Regions from separate parts of the Mus musculus genome. Here region 2 is linked to region 1. The links are chromatin contacts, called in public promoter capture Hi-C maps. All regions are on one chromosome and are shown on one strand. The core of a region is the stretch at or near the end of the contact, and the rest is flanking DNA. Distances in the headings are between cores, read along the strand shown. Region 1 holds the start of Sptbn2 (spectrin beta, non-erythrocytic 2). Region 2 has its middle 17 kb from the start of 2010003K11Rik.

Region 1 (5,986 bases), core at 1,649-4,148:
ACACGCAACACGGACAGGCCATCAACATTGCCTGCTTTTTCCTTTCTTTCCTTCTTTCCTTCTTTCTTTTTTTCTTTCTTTCTTTCTTTCTTTCTTTCTTTCTTTCTTTCTTTCTTTCTTTCTTTCTTTCTCTTTTTTTTTTTTTGTTTTTTTTTTGTTTTTTTGTTTTTTGAGACAGGGTTTCTCTGTGTAGCCCTGGCTGTCCTGGAACTCACTTTGTAGACCAGGCCTGCCTCAAACTCAGAAATCCGCCTGCCTCTGCCTCCCGAGTGCTGGGATCAAAGGCGTGCGCCACCACGTCCCTGCATTGCCTGCCTTTTAAGCTCGCCTTAAATGTGTTTATGAGCTCACCAGGAGTGAGGGCCATGAGGGTGGGGGTGGGGGGATGAGATTTAGAACAGGGGCCAGAAGAATCATGAGAGGGAAGAATAGAGCTGAAGAGTAATACAGAACTGAAAATCCAGCTTTAACTCGAGGCATGACAGTCTAGCCAAGACCTTCCCCTGAGCTGTGGCTAGCCTAAGCAGGAACCTTGAATCCTTTGAGCAGCTCAGCACGCTAGGGGGATATCATTCCATTCACTTTGGCAACTCACAGGAAAAGGAAGCAGAGGTTCTCTTTGTCATTGACTGTACTGATTCACTACAGAGAAAAAGAACAAGTTTCCAAAGCAACCCAGTCGCAGAGCTGAGACAAGTGATCTCAGCATTCTGTTTACTGAGCATGCTTCCTTTCCAAATTGGGAAACAGTACAGTAAAGTCGGAGTCTGGTAAAACAATGGCTGCCGTGGACTGAGTGCTCGCTGTGGGCGGGGTGCTGTTCTGGTGCCGTGGACTGAGTGCTCGCTGTGGGCGGGGTGCTGTTCTGGTGCCGTGGACTGAGTGCTCGCTGTGGGCGGAGTGCTGTTCTGGTGCCGTGGACTGAGTGCTCACTGTGGGCAGGGTGCTGTTCTGGTGCCGTGGACTGAGTGCTCGCTGTGGGCGGGGTGCTGCTCTGGTGCTTTACCTGCAGTCATTCACCTGACCCTCACTTCGCATAGGCGAGGAAGCTCCATCACAAAGGAGCTAAGTACAGGTTTTTTTTAAAGATTTATTTATTATTTATTATATGTAAGTACACTGTAGCTGTCTTCAGACACTCCAGAAGAGGGCGTCAGATCTCATTATGGATGGTTGTGAGCCACCATGTGGTTGCTGGGATTTGAACTCCGGACCTTTGGAAAAGCAGTCGGGTGCTCTTACCTGGTGGTTGCTGGGATTTGAACTCCGGACCTTTGGAAAAGCAGTCGGGTGCTCTTACCTGCTGAGCCATCTCACCAGCCCCCCTAAGTACAGATTTAAGGACATGCTACAAAACCAGGTTTGTTGGTTTGTTTGGAGACAAGTCTCACTTTGTAGTCCAGGCTGATCCTCTAACCTTCAAGCTTCAGCCTACTGGGTGCTTGGCTTAATTGTGTGAACCAGCACTCACAGTTCCCAAGTAGATATTAACCTCAGGGCATCCAACTCCAAGGCCAATGCTGCCCCTGGTACTAGGGATTGAACTCAAGGCCTTGTGCAAGGCCACTGATCGACCACTGGGCTACCCCAGACCCCAAATCTATACTTTTAATTCTTCTGCCCTACTCTTTCTCTGAACAGACTAAGAATCACAAGATAAGGAGTCTCTGCCGTAAGTTAACTTGGTTAATTTGGACTTCCACTTAGGTGTCTGAATATCATTTTGATTATTAATAAGAGTGAAAATTAGAATGCTTTTAAGGTTTTTCAAAAGATTGTGCAATACTGGAATGAAGAATTAATTTAAAAACACTATTCTTTTGGTCAATCACAAGACCTAATATCACCCTTGCCTACTCTAACCACAACCTAACAGGCTGTCTCTGAGACCCTCAGTTCCCAGAATCCTGAGCCACAGAAACGAAAGGTTTGCAGTTTGCCTGATGCTGAGCTGATTCCCATCTCATCATCAGTTTTAATGTCTCCTGGCCATGTTTCCATGACGACTATCATGTACAGCTTGGCCTAGTCCTGAACATCCTGACTACTCCGGCTCTGGGGTCAGGAGAAGCTCATGTTTACACTGCTGGATGGAGTGAGGTAGTTTTTTTGTTTTGTTTGTAATTACAAATTCTTGGCTGGCCTGGAATTCCCATGTAGAGCAGGCTGGCTTTGAACTCAGGATTTGCCTGTCTCTGCCTCTTTCTGAACTCTGGGATTAAAGGCGTAGCACATTCTACATAAGTGACTTTTTAAAAATCATAAACACCCTGAAATACAGTTTACAGAAGGCTAAATTCCCGTTTAATGATAGAATCTCAGATCTGATTAGCAGTTTAACAAAACTCCCCAGTCCCTCCCCAACCCACTTTATACACGAGGAAAACCAGGGCCAGATGGATAAAACAATGCAACTGTTTGGTGGTGGTAGCAAGGTTTTGTTTTACTTTACAGATTTTTTAAAACTACATTGAACACAGTGATCTTACTCTGTGAAAATCATACCTGAAAAGTAGTGTGATTACATGTAGCTGTTTTAGATATGCATACCTTCCCAGAAAGAAGCAAAATGGTAAAATTTAGTTAACGATAAAGCTATTTTAATACCCTAAGCTCAATAATTCACTGAAAGAACATTCTTTTTGTGGTCCTTTCTTGTCCATCTCAGGCATTCCTAGTGTATGAAAGGGCCTAGCTCTTCTCAGGAGTATAGAACCCAAAGGCTTGCTACAAAAATCCATCTTTTTTTTTTTTTTTTTTTTTTTTTCTCCCTTCTGGTACCTCCCTGAGCTTAGTTAGCTCTCCAATCTGGAGGAACAGTACTTTCAGAGCTGGAGTGGGGGTGGGAGTGTCACATGACATAACGCACTTTTAGCACCCACTGCTAGCACCCACTCTGTGCATTTGCTCTGATTTGGGCATATTTCCTTCCTCTCCTAGGCAGATAGCAGCTCACCTTGGTTAATGCCATTAAACCGTAGACCACTCAGCTGCTAATAAACCAGGAAGAAACCCGGCCGTGCTAGGACTAGAAATGTCCATCCCTGCCCCCAACCCCCTTAAGACAGTGACTAGGCCGGAATTCTCCTGGTTGATAAATGAGAGGAGCTGAGGAGCCGCTGTGATGACGGTTCCGAGAATCTGATTTGTGAGAAGGCGAATCTCCAGGAGCACCATGGAGATGCTTTTGGAAAGCGGGCCAGCCTACCTGCCAGAAGGAGGACGAGAGAAAGGGGGCAAGGCAGAGAGAAACGCTTAAGCGAGATGGCCTGGAGGTGCCCCAAAAGGGACCTTTGAAAAGGAAACGGAGGCCGCATCTCGGGGAAACCTCGGAGGTAAGTGACATTTAAAGGGGTTGCGCATCCAGGCAAAGGCGCGACAGAGACAAAGGTGGAATTCCAAACTGGGAAGAATAAGCCTGGTTAACTGTGGGTGGTACCCAGACGCCCAAGGGTGTCGCGGGGCTGGCGAGGACCGGAAGGTGGGGGTCAATCGGGGCATCCACGCGGAAGACAGTGGGGGGTCGGGAACTGGCGAAGGAGCGAACGTCCTGCGTTTGCCCCGGGGAAGGTCAGAGACCCCCTACCGGAGAACTACTGCAGGAACCTAGAGGGGCCGCGGTTGCCATGACGCCGGGTGGGGAGGGGGATGACTCGCGCCCCGCCCCAAGCCCCGCGGGGCCGCGAGCTCCAGATGGTCCCGGGCCTCCCGCGGGAGCCGACGGCCTGCGGCAGGGGGAGGCTATTGTCCTCCTTCCGCGGCGCCGCAGTCCCGCCGCTCGCGCCCGCGCGCAGCCGCCACGCGCCCCGCGGCCGCCGGCCCCGCGCGCCCCCCGCGCCGCTCGCGCCCTGTGACAGCGCCCTCCTGCCGTGCGCCCTGGGCCGCCCCGCCACCGCCGCCAGTAACCTCCCGCAACCACCCCTCGCGACCGGGCTGTGGGCGCGGCGACAAGTGTGCCCCCACTAGCCGCGCTCCCCGTGCCCGGCAGGCGCTCCGCACCCAGGTAGGTGCAGCCGGCGCCCCGGCCCGCTTTGTCCCGGCCGGCAAGGAGGCGCGCTTTGTGCGGCCGCGTGCAGGCGGCGGGGTCGGTCCTGGGGAGCTCAGGAGGGAGGATGCGACGCCGAGTTCCCGGGTCCTGTGCGGGACACCCAGGTATCGCTGTGAAGATTCTGGGGGCCGAGGCTTGGGGCACGCGGACCTCTATGGAGCGCAGAGAAGAGTCTGGAAGAGTTGGGCTGACAGACGCGCTGATGGATCGGGGTCGCCTGGGCTCGGAGCGCTTCTGGCAGCGCATGTTTTTAGCGGTGCGTCGGTTCCTGCGGCGGACCGGCCAGTGCTGGTAGTGGGACTGGGGACGCACTAGGTCTGCCTGGGGCCTGTGAATACCCAGCTTCATCTAGCTCCGCAGCTTGTTGGCTATGGTGCTGCGTGGGCTTTTCCTCCCCACTGTGGTAGCTATAGCTCCATGCTTCCTTTTAGGGCTCTCATTGATAAGAGAAGTGGACACGGTTGGTGGAAATGGCTGTAGCTGCTTGAGAGGATAAAACCTCTTCGGGCAGTGAGGAAGTGTTGTGTAAGGTGTTTCTGGAGCCCCTGTACATTTACAGGCCTGTGGATTCTGCCTGTCACACAACTACCCAGCAAGGCTGCCTGACTGGGGTTCCAATTCTAGCTCCACATTCCATAAACACCATCTACTTTGGCTCCAGCCTCCTGCACCCCAGGAGCCCATGCATGACACTGCATGCTTGTCTGAGATGCAGGTTTGATTTCTCCGTGGGCTGTTTCTCAGCTGTCTTCCCCCATTACAATTCCAATTTTAAGAGCCTGTGTTTGTAGGTATTGTCAGTAGATATCCGCTACCCAGTTTCTCTTTAAGGTGAGGAGAGAAGAGTGAGTTTCATATGTGTACGTGTACATCTCAGCTTGAGCACCGGGCAGCCCTCTCGGCATGTTGAGAGGAGCACAGGATGGAGGGAGGGGGTGAAGGAAAAGCTAAGATGGAGCTTAGACTTTTCCGGTAAGGAAACTGATGTCAGCTCAAGCTTAGGACGGGGGTGGCAACCGAGGGGAAGTGAGTCTGAATAATTATGCCCCGGTAAAGGATTTTTCATTTATTTATTTATTTTTAGACCAGGTAATTTTCCTGCCAGTGGTTTGGGTGCGGAGGTAACGTGTGCAACACCATGCTCAGCCTAAACAGCACATTCTAAAGGAGAAAATGAAAGTCTCAGTGTCTTCAGCCCAGCTCCCACATTTCTCACTGACTGGGGAAAGGTTGGGTTGTTGGTTTTGTTTTTATTTTTTTTTCTCCTGTTCGTTGCTGTGATGCATCTTTCTCTTGCTTTTTAAAGTACCCTGGGTTTCACTGTGATTCTCTTTTCTTTTTTTTCTCCATGCCAATCCATCCATTTATACTTTGAGTCAAATGAGATTTTTAACTTTGCCACCGTCCCCATCTGCCCTAATGTATTATTCACCCTCTGGTCATTTATTCAGCTTTGGCTTCCAGAGGCTGTCAAGCCCTGCAGACCTTCCTCTAGTTGTTAGTTCCGTTTGATGAGCTCTAGAGCCTGCTTCATCTTCCCTCTGTCCTGGCCTGGGGCTCTCGCTCTGTCCTGAGTGAGAAGAGGTATTTCATTTAGCTTGGGATATGGCCTGCACACACAGGGAAGCCACCCACAGACACACTCACCCCAGACACTGTGCCTTCGAAGCTCTCAGAGGTCCCTAAGTGGTCCCAGCTGCTTGCTTGTCATCTTTGGCCATTAGTGGTCCTCCCTGAGCTGCCTGGGAATGAAAATCCCAAGCCCATTCCAGATGTGCTGCCCATTCCAGATGTGCTAAGCCTGATCTGTCTCAGTGGCCCAGCACTCAGGTCAGGTGGTTTGTATTTGCGACTCCTTGGTCCATGCTAGTGCTTAGCCCTGAAAGTCCTCCAGCTGAGAAGCAGGTCTTTCCTCCTCCTGTCTTCATTCTCTCCACG
Region 2 (5,986 bases), core at 2,089-4,588, 200 kb before region 1:
AATATCTACCTATATCTAATCTATCTATATGAAAAAAGAGGCCTTGAATTTGAAGAAGTCTGGGAAGGGCATATGAAAAGGTTTGGAGGGAGGAAATGGGAGAAATGTAATTATAATCTCCAAGAATTAAAAAAAGAAAAAAACATTGCTTTTCCAAGAAGAAGAAGAAGAAGAAGAAGAAGAAGAAGAAGAAGAAGAAAGACATGTGCCACCATGCAGAGATTTTTTTTTAATTTTGTCTATTTTTTATGTATGTGAGTACACTGTCGTAGTCCTCAGGGCATCAGATGGTTGAGAGCCACCATGTGGCTGCTGGGAATTGAACTCAGGATCTCTGGAAGAGCAGTCAGTTCTTTTAACTGCTGAGCCATCTCTCCAGCCCATTTTTTTAAAGAAGAGTTTTTATGTAACTGAGGCTGACCTTCAGCTCTCATCCTTCTGCCTCTACTTCACAAGCTCTGGTATAGGTGCACACCCAGTTCCCTCCTGCTTTTCTCTTGCACTATCCCAAATGCTGTGTGCTGGGTGCATGTCCTCCCAAATTCCACATTATCATCATTTGTGTCCCTAACACTGTCATGGGAACAAGATAGTGCTTAATAAATGTTTGGATAAATTTGAAAAGCTCAGGGTGAAAACCAGTGAGGCTAGTAGGGCAGAAGCTGGGGGAGACAGAAAGAAGTCAGTCTGGGGCAATGGCCGTGGTCATTAGGAGGGAGTCTCATCTTTCTGGAATACTTTTCTGTCTGAGCCAGATGCCTCATTCAGGTCACACTACTTCTAGAAAATTCTTGTGGGTCTTCTCTTTTGTTGCCTCTGCTAGCATGTTACCTCTTTTGAATGAGCCCCTACTTTTTGTGCTCTGGAAGTGCCTGGCTGCTGCTACGTTAGTGTTGAGTTGTGTAGAGAGATAGAACTAGTGTCTGAGACTGAAGTGCAGGCTGCTCCTGAGGGTTAGAGGCAGTTGTGTGGAGAAAGTGCCTCGGGGCTGATTTCTTGTCCAGAGGCATCCTCTGCAGAACTTGCATCTGCTCATTTGCTGGGACCTCACCTGAGCCCGTGGCTACCTGCCAGGAAGGAGGACCTGAAAGTGAAAGATGGGAAATTGGCAAAGAGAATAAACTATTTGCTTATTGAATGGGAAGTTTGCCTCAGCTGGCTTCCCAAGTGGCTGGACATTATGGCCTGAGCTTGCAGTCCCAGCACTCAGGAGGTGAGGCAGGAGGGTTGAAAATCTGAGGCCAATATTCTCAACTATACAGTGAAACCCTGTTTCCTTCTTACACTGTTCAACGAAACAAGACTTTAATGTTGTCTTACCCTTGACCTCTTGAACTCAAGGTCACTTCTTATCTGCCTTTGAGACTATTCACTTTCATCAAGCTGTTTTTTAGTGTCTGTCCTCTGCTTATTTCTAGTGACCTTGTTTTCTTCAGGGCCTTTCTTCTTGTTCTGTCAAAATTTGAACTATTCTTCAAAACTAGTGGCTTTCCTGTATTAAGCTTGCCAATCTATTCAGTTGGCTATGGCTCTCTATTTTAATATGATGATGATGTTATTAATTATAAAAGCCAACATGTGTGTATTTGTGTGTTCACGTCTGTGTTGGTGTGTATGTGTGTACTGCCACTCTGTGATAGGGACTTTGCGTACAAAGAGGTGAGACAACTCATTCAAAGTCATACAAGTAGAAATGGCATGGCTGGAATTAGCCCTGGGTTCAGGTCCTGCTAGCTGCTTCTCATGTTTTATCCCGTATTTGTCTTCTAAAGTTGGTTTGTAACAGTTTATTGGCGCTTTTTGGCAGTGCCTTTTGGCATAGATCTCTATGTAAAGCAGTACTCAGTAAATGTTTTATTGAAGTAAATGTCCTAAACATTCTGTTTCATTTTGACATAATCTATTATGACAACTGGCTTTCTGTAGACAAGTGAGCTTGCTGGTCTGTCTCCCACTTTGCTGTGTGTGTGTTTTTTTTTTTTTTTTTTTGATCAGTGGCCTGAGTAGCTCACAAGTGGTCTTTAGAAAAGAAGTAGCCTACAGAGTATCCAAAGTAGCTATATACTCCTTGTGTGTTCCTGGGGTGGGGGTCCTTAAATATTGAGGTGTCCTCTTAAATATGGCAAGGAGGGGCCTCAGCAAGAGAGGATAAGAGGGGGGGGGTGTGAAGAGAAGATGCATGGCAGGTCACGTAGGCCTGTACTTCATTAGTGTCAAGTTGCACAGTGAGATAGGCCAGCATCTGAGAATCAGGAGTGCAGGTAGCTCTTGAAGAGTAGGTGCTGCTGCCTAGAGAAAGTACATCTGGAGCTGGAGGGAGGAGGGAGGGAAGAAAAAGCACTTTGGAGGAGACAGCCTTGTGAGTTTTGTTCTTTCATAGTGGTTCCAGTCGGGCGTTTTACTTAAATGGTTATTGCATGTTGGCCCTCATGAGAGCATGCCTGTTTCCTCTTTTAGTGCTGGGGACTGATTGAGCCTAGCGTCCCATGGATACTAGTCAACTGCTGTATCACTGAGCTATATCCCAGTCTTGTTTATATACATACCTTTATTTTATGTGTATGGGTGTTTTAACTGCATGTGTGAATGTATGTATGTATGTAGTGTTCATGCAGCCCAGGTATCATATCCCCTGGAACTAGAATTACAGAAGGTTTTGAGTGGTCATGTGCTTGTGAGAACTGTACCTGGACCCTCTGCAAGAACAAATACTTTTTTTTTTTTTACTGTTGATCCCTGTTTCTAGTCCCCTTTTACCTTTTATTTGGAGACATAGGTTTTGAATTTGTGATTCTTCTACCCCTATACAGGCTTATGTGTAACTCTAGCTACTTCTGGAGTTTGAGGCAGAAAGATCACAGATTCTAACCCTCTGTCTTTCTTCTCAGTTATTGCTATTGCCCCACATTTTATAGATGACTGGGTGGCAGAGCAGTAAGATGTGGGGTGCAGGCAGCAGGGGCATTATGACCCTTATAGAACAAGCAGTTCTGTACACTCCCGGTGTTTCTGACATTCCTGGGTTCTCTGGGGAGTGTCTGGAGAAATGAGGATAACAACCTTTTTTTTTTTCTCTTTTACTTTAGCTAACATCTACCTTCTGGAGAGCTGACAACACTAATGGTGAGTTCTGAGCCTGAGCCCAGGCCTGTCAATGGGTCACATGGGAGTTTCTTAAGATACTGTAGTCCTAATGTGCGCATGCCATCTTTTAAGTTCAGTCAGTACAAAAAGGCACAGGCTTAGCTTTTGGAAAATCTCCACTTCATCTTGATCTCTGCATTTTTCTGGGTTTTCACAGGAAGGTGACATCTGGTTCTTTGTAAGCTCCAGTTGGCAGCTGGCCAGCTGCAGCAGGAGGCCCTTTTTCTGGGAGGGTGTGTCTTGGGAAGCTGGGCAGGGGATAGTGGTGCTGACCTACAGGAAGCATCCCTTCTGTGCAGCCTTTGAGAAGACCCCAAGTTCAGAGACAGGCATTTGGCAGTGGCACTCGGCTGTTAAGAGCACTGGCTGCTGACAGCCTGGAGATGGTCAGCTGTGACATGAAAGGAGATTGTGTCATCTAATTGTAAAAAATACTTGATGCATTTCTCTGATGTCTGGCAGCCAGAGAACAAGGAGTAAAAGAATTGTCCCTTTTCCTGCCTACAGAGCATTCAGCAGCACTGTCCTCTAAAACTTGCCACTTTTGTTTTTGAGACCGTTTCTTCATGTGGTCCAGGCTGACCTGGAACCCGCTCTGTAGACCAGGCTAGCCTTGAACACAGAATGTCTCCTATTTCTGCCTCCTGAGTAAAGGCATGTACCACCATGCCCAGTAAACCTGCCACTCTTAAACACTTCTCCCTTGGGGCTTCTCTGGGTTGCAGGTCACTGGGAGATCCGTGTGTGTCTGCTCAGTCTGAGTTCTAATGCAATGGTTTGGGCCAACATCTCTCTCCAGTCCAGTCTCTCTCCAGTTTGTAAGAAGAGATACTCTTTCCCTCTCTCTGAGCTGCTCTCCCTGCTTCACAGCTAGGGACCCTGGGGACTTTGTTGTTGTTTCTCCAGAGCACATGTTTATTGTGGGGTAGAGATTTCTTTGTACAGGGATTTTTCTTGTTGTTTTTTTTTTTTTTTTTTTAACTAATTGTGCAAAGAATTTTCTCAGGATGCTCTTCTTGACCCATGAGTTCCTGTTCTCTCTCTCTCTCTCTCTCTCTCTCTCTCTCTCTCTCTCTCTCTCTCTCTCTGTCAAGGTCTTTTATGTGTATGGGTGTTTTGCCTATGCACCACATGCATTACAGTACCTGAGGAGTCCAGAAGAAGGTGAAGGTGCTTTCTGGAACTAGTTACAGATGGTTGTGTGTGGGTATTGGGAACCAAACGTGAGTCCTCTGGAAGAGCATCCAGTGCTCTTAGCTGCTGACCCATTTCTCCAGTCTAGAGTTGGTTACTTTTGAGATCTTCCACATTCCTCTTGTCTTTCTTGTCTTAGGTCAGTAGTAGGTGTCTTTAACTCTACCACACATTCTCCTTACAAAGTCCATGGCGAAAAAGCTGATGGCCTATCCACCATTCACTTATGTTTTCTGGCTCTGTGTACTAATTATTAGTATAGGGCCAAGGTACGGAAGAAGATAAAGCCCACAGAAGGTTCATGAGCAGAATCCAGGATGCTGATGCTGTTGCTTTTTAAGGCTGTCATCTTTTACAGATGACAAATCTATCAGTTAGAAGAGAAAGTTAGTTGCCGAGAAGGGACCACTCCCAGGTCATTTGCTTTGTCAAAGCTTGTTCTGCGCATCAGTTCCCAGAGCCCTGCTATTTCCCCAGAGCTTTTCTTCCTTACAGTAACCAAGACTCTGTCATCTTAGCTGGATCCTTTCTGATCTGTACCTTTTTCCTGGGGATCTCAGAGGGAAGTGAGTGTCTGCTGTTGTTACTAAGTGTCCCACCAGAAGACAGAACCTTGGTTTCCCAACCCACCTCAGTCTGCAGCTTGTATGTTACTTCTGGTCTTAATTTGTAATCTGGACTCCAGCCCAGCCTGGGATATGCCAATGCTGCTGGAAATACCTTGCTCTAGCTATGTGAGTGTGGGCTAGGCCAGACTCCTGTGGCAGCTCCTCTTCTGACCCACATGCAACATGACATCCCAAGCTGAGGTTGCAGGGGAAATTCCATGAGCTAGCTGTGCTGAGTCATGCTTAAGTCTCCTTTCTCCTGTCTGTCAGTAGTCAGTCCACGGTCTGTCACAGTTAACTGTAAGACTATAAGCCTGTCACCTATATCTGCACTTGCTTTACATTTCTGAGTGTTTTCCCCACTGACATGCTATCAGTCGATAAGAAATTTATTAATAATAAATCATTAAAGTAAATGTAGTATTTACTTTTGAGCGATATTCCTTTCATGCATAAGAGACCTGAGATTTTGGAAGCCTCAGTGACTGGTATGTTTCCATGAAGGGTGAGTAGCATGTTTGGGTGAGGTTGGGTGCCACACCTTGGCCTGACCAATGGAGCTTTGAGAAATGCCAGATCATTCATAGTGATTTTGGTTGAAGGTTTTTTTGTTTGTTTTTTGTTTTTTGAGACATGATTTTGCTGTGTAGTCCTTGTTGGCCTCAAACTCACAGAGATCTGCCTGCCTCTATCTTCTGAGTACTGGGATTAAAAAGGCAGGCACCACTATGCCAAACTGAAAAGTGTGAGTTTTGAATTATTAAAATTGAAAATTAAAACATCTAGTTCTTTTAAGGATTTTTAAGTTTAACTCTCTAAGTGTAAACACTGAAATTTTCCATTTTAGATTTTAGAAAGATTTAACAATCACTTTGAAAGGCCTTTTGATTAATGTTAGTCTCCCTTGAATAATTCATTAAACCTATTTGAAAGTTTTAAATTGAATTTATAAATTATAGTTACCTTCTCTTAATTATTTTTTTCCAATTGCCTGATTAAAAATCCCTTAATATTTTAATTACTCTTATAAATTTAATAAA

Evidence for each region. Promoter capture Hi-C pulls out the DNA fragments that hold promoters and counts their contacts.
Region 2: a contact with region 1 is called in a promoter capture Hi-C map of maxillary cranial neural crest, with 4 times the contacts expected there. A contact is called at or near these places in 11 of 39 promoter capture datasets (cranial neural crest, embryonic stem cells, frontonasal cranial neural crest and 6 more), 6 of 484 Hi-C or Micro-C datasets (Th1 cells, embryonic stem cells, nephron progenitors and 1 more), 5 of 130 datasets of targeted methods (the NIH/3T3 cell line, bone marrow-derived macrophages, craniofacial prominence and 2 more) and 3 of 9 other capture datasets (adipose tissue, liver and pancreatic islet).

The regions. Positions count from the first base shown.
Region 1 is chr19:4,708,310-4,714,295 of GRCm38.p6, forward strand. Sptbn2 (spectrin beta, non-erythrocytic 2) reads left to right here and starts at 2,899. Exons shown (of 37, transcript NM_021287.2): 1 at 2,899-3,335. Gm42061 (a long non-coding RNA gene) reads right to left here. Exons shown (of 3, transcript XR_003952887.1): 2 at 5,696-5,986; 3 at 5,340-5,618.
Region 2 is chr19:4,512,568-4,518,553 of GRCm38.p6, forward strand. It overlaps a transcript of Pcx not described here. Among named protein-coding and RNA genes, the nearest start is that of 2010003K11Rik, 17 kb to the left of the region's middle.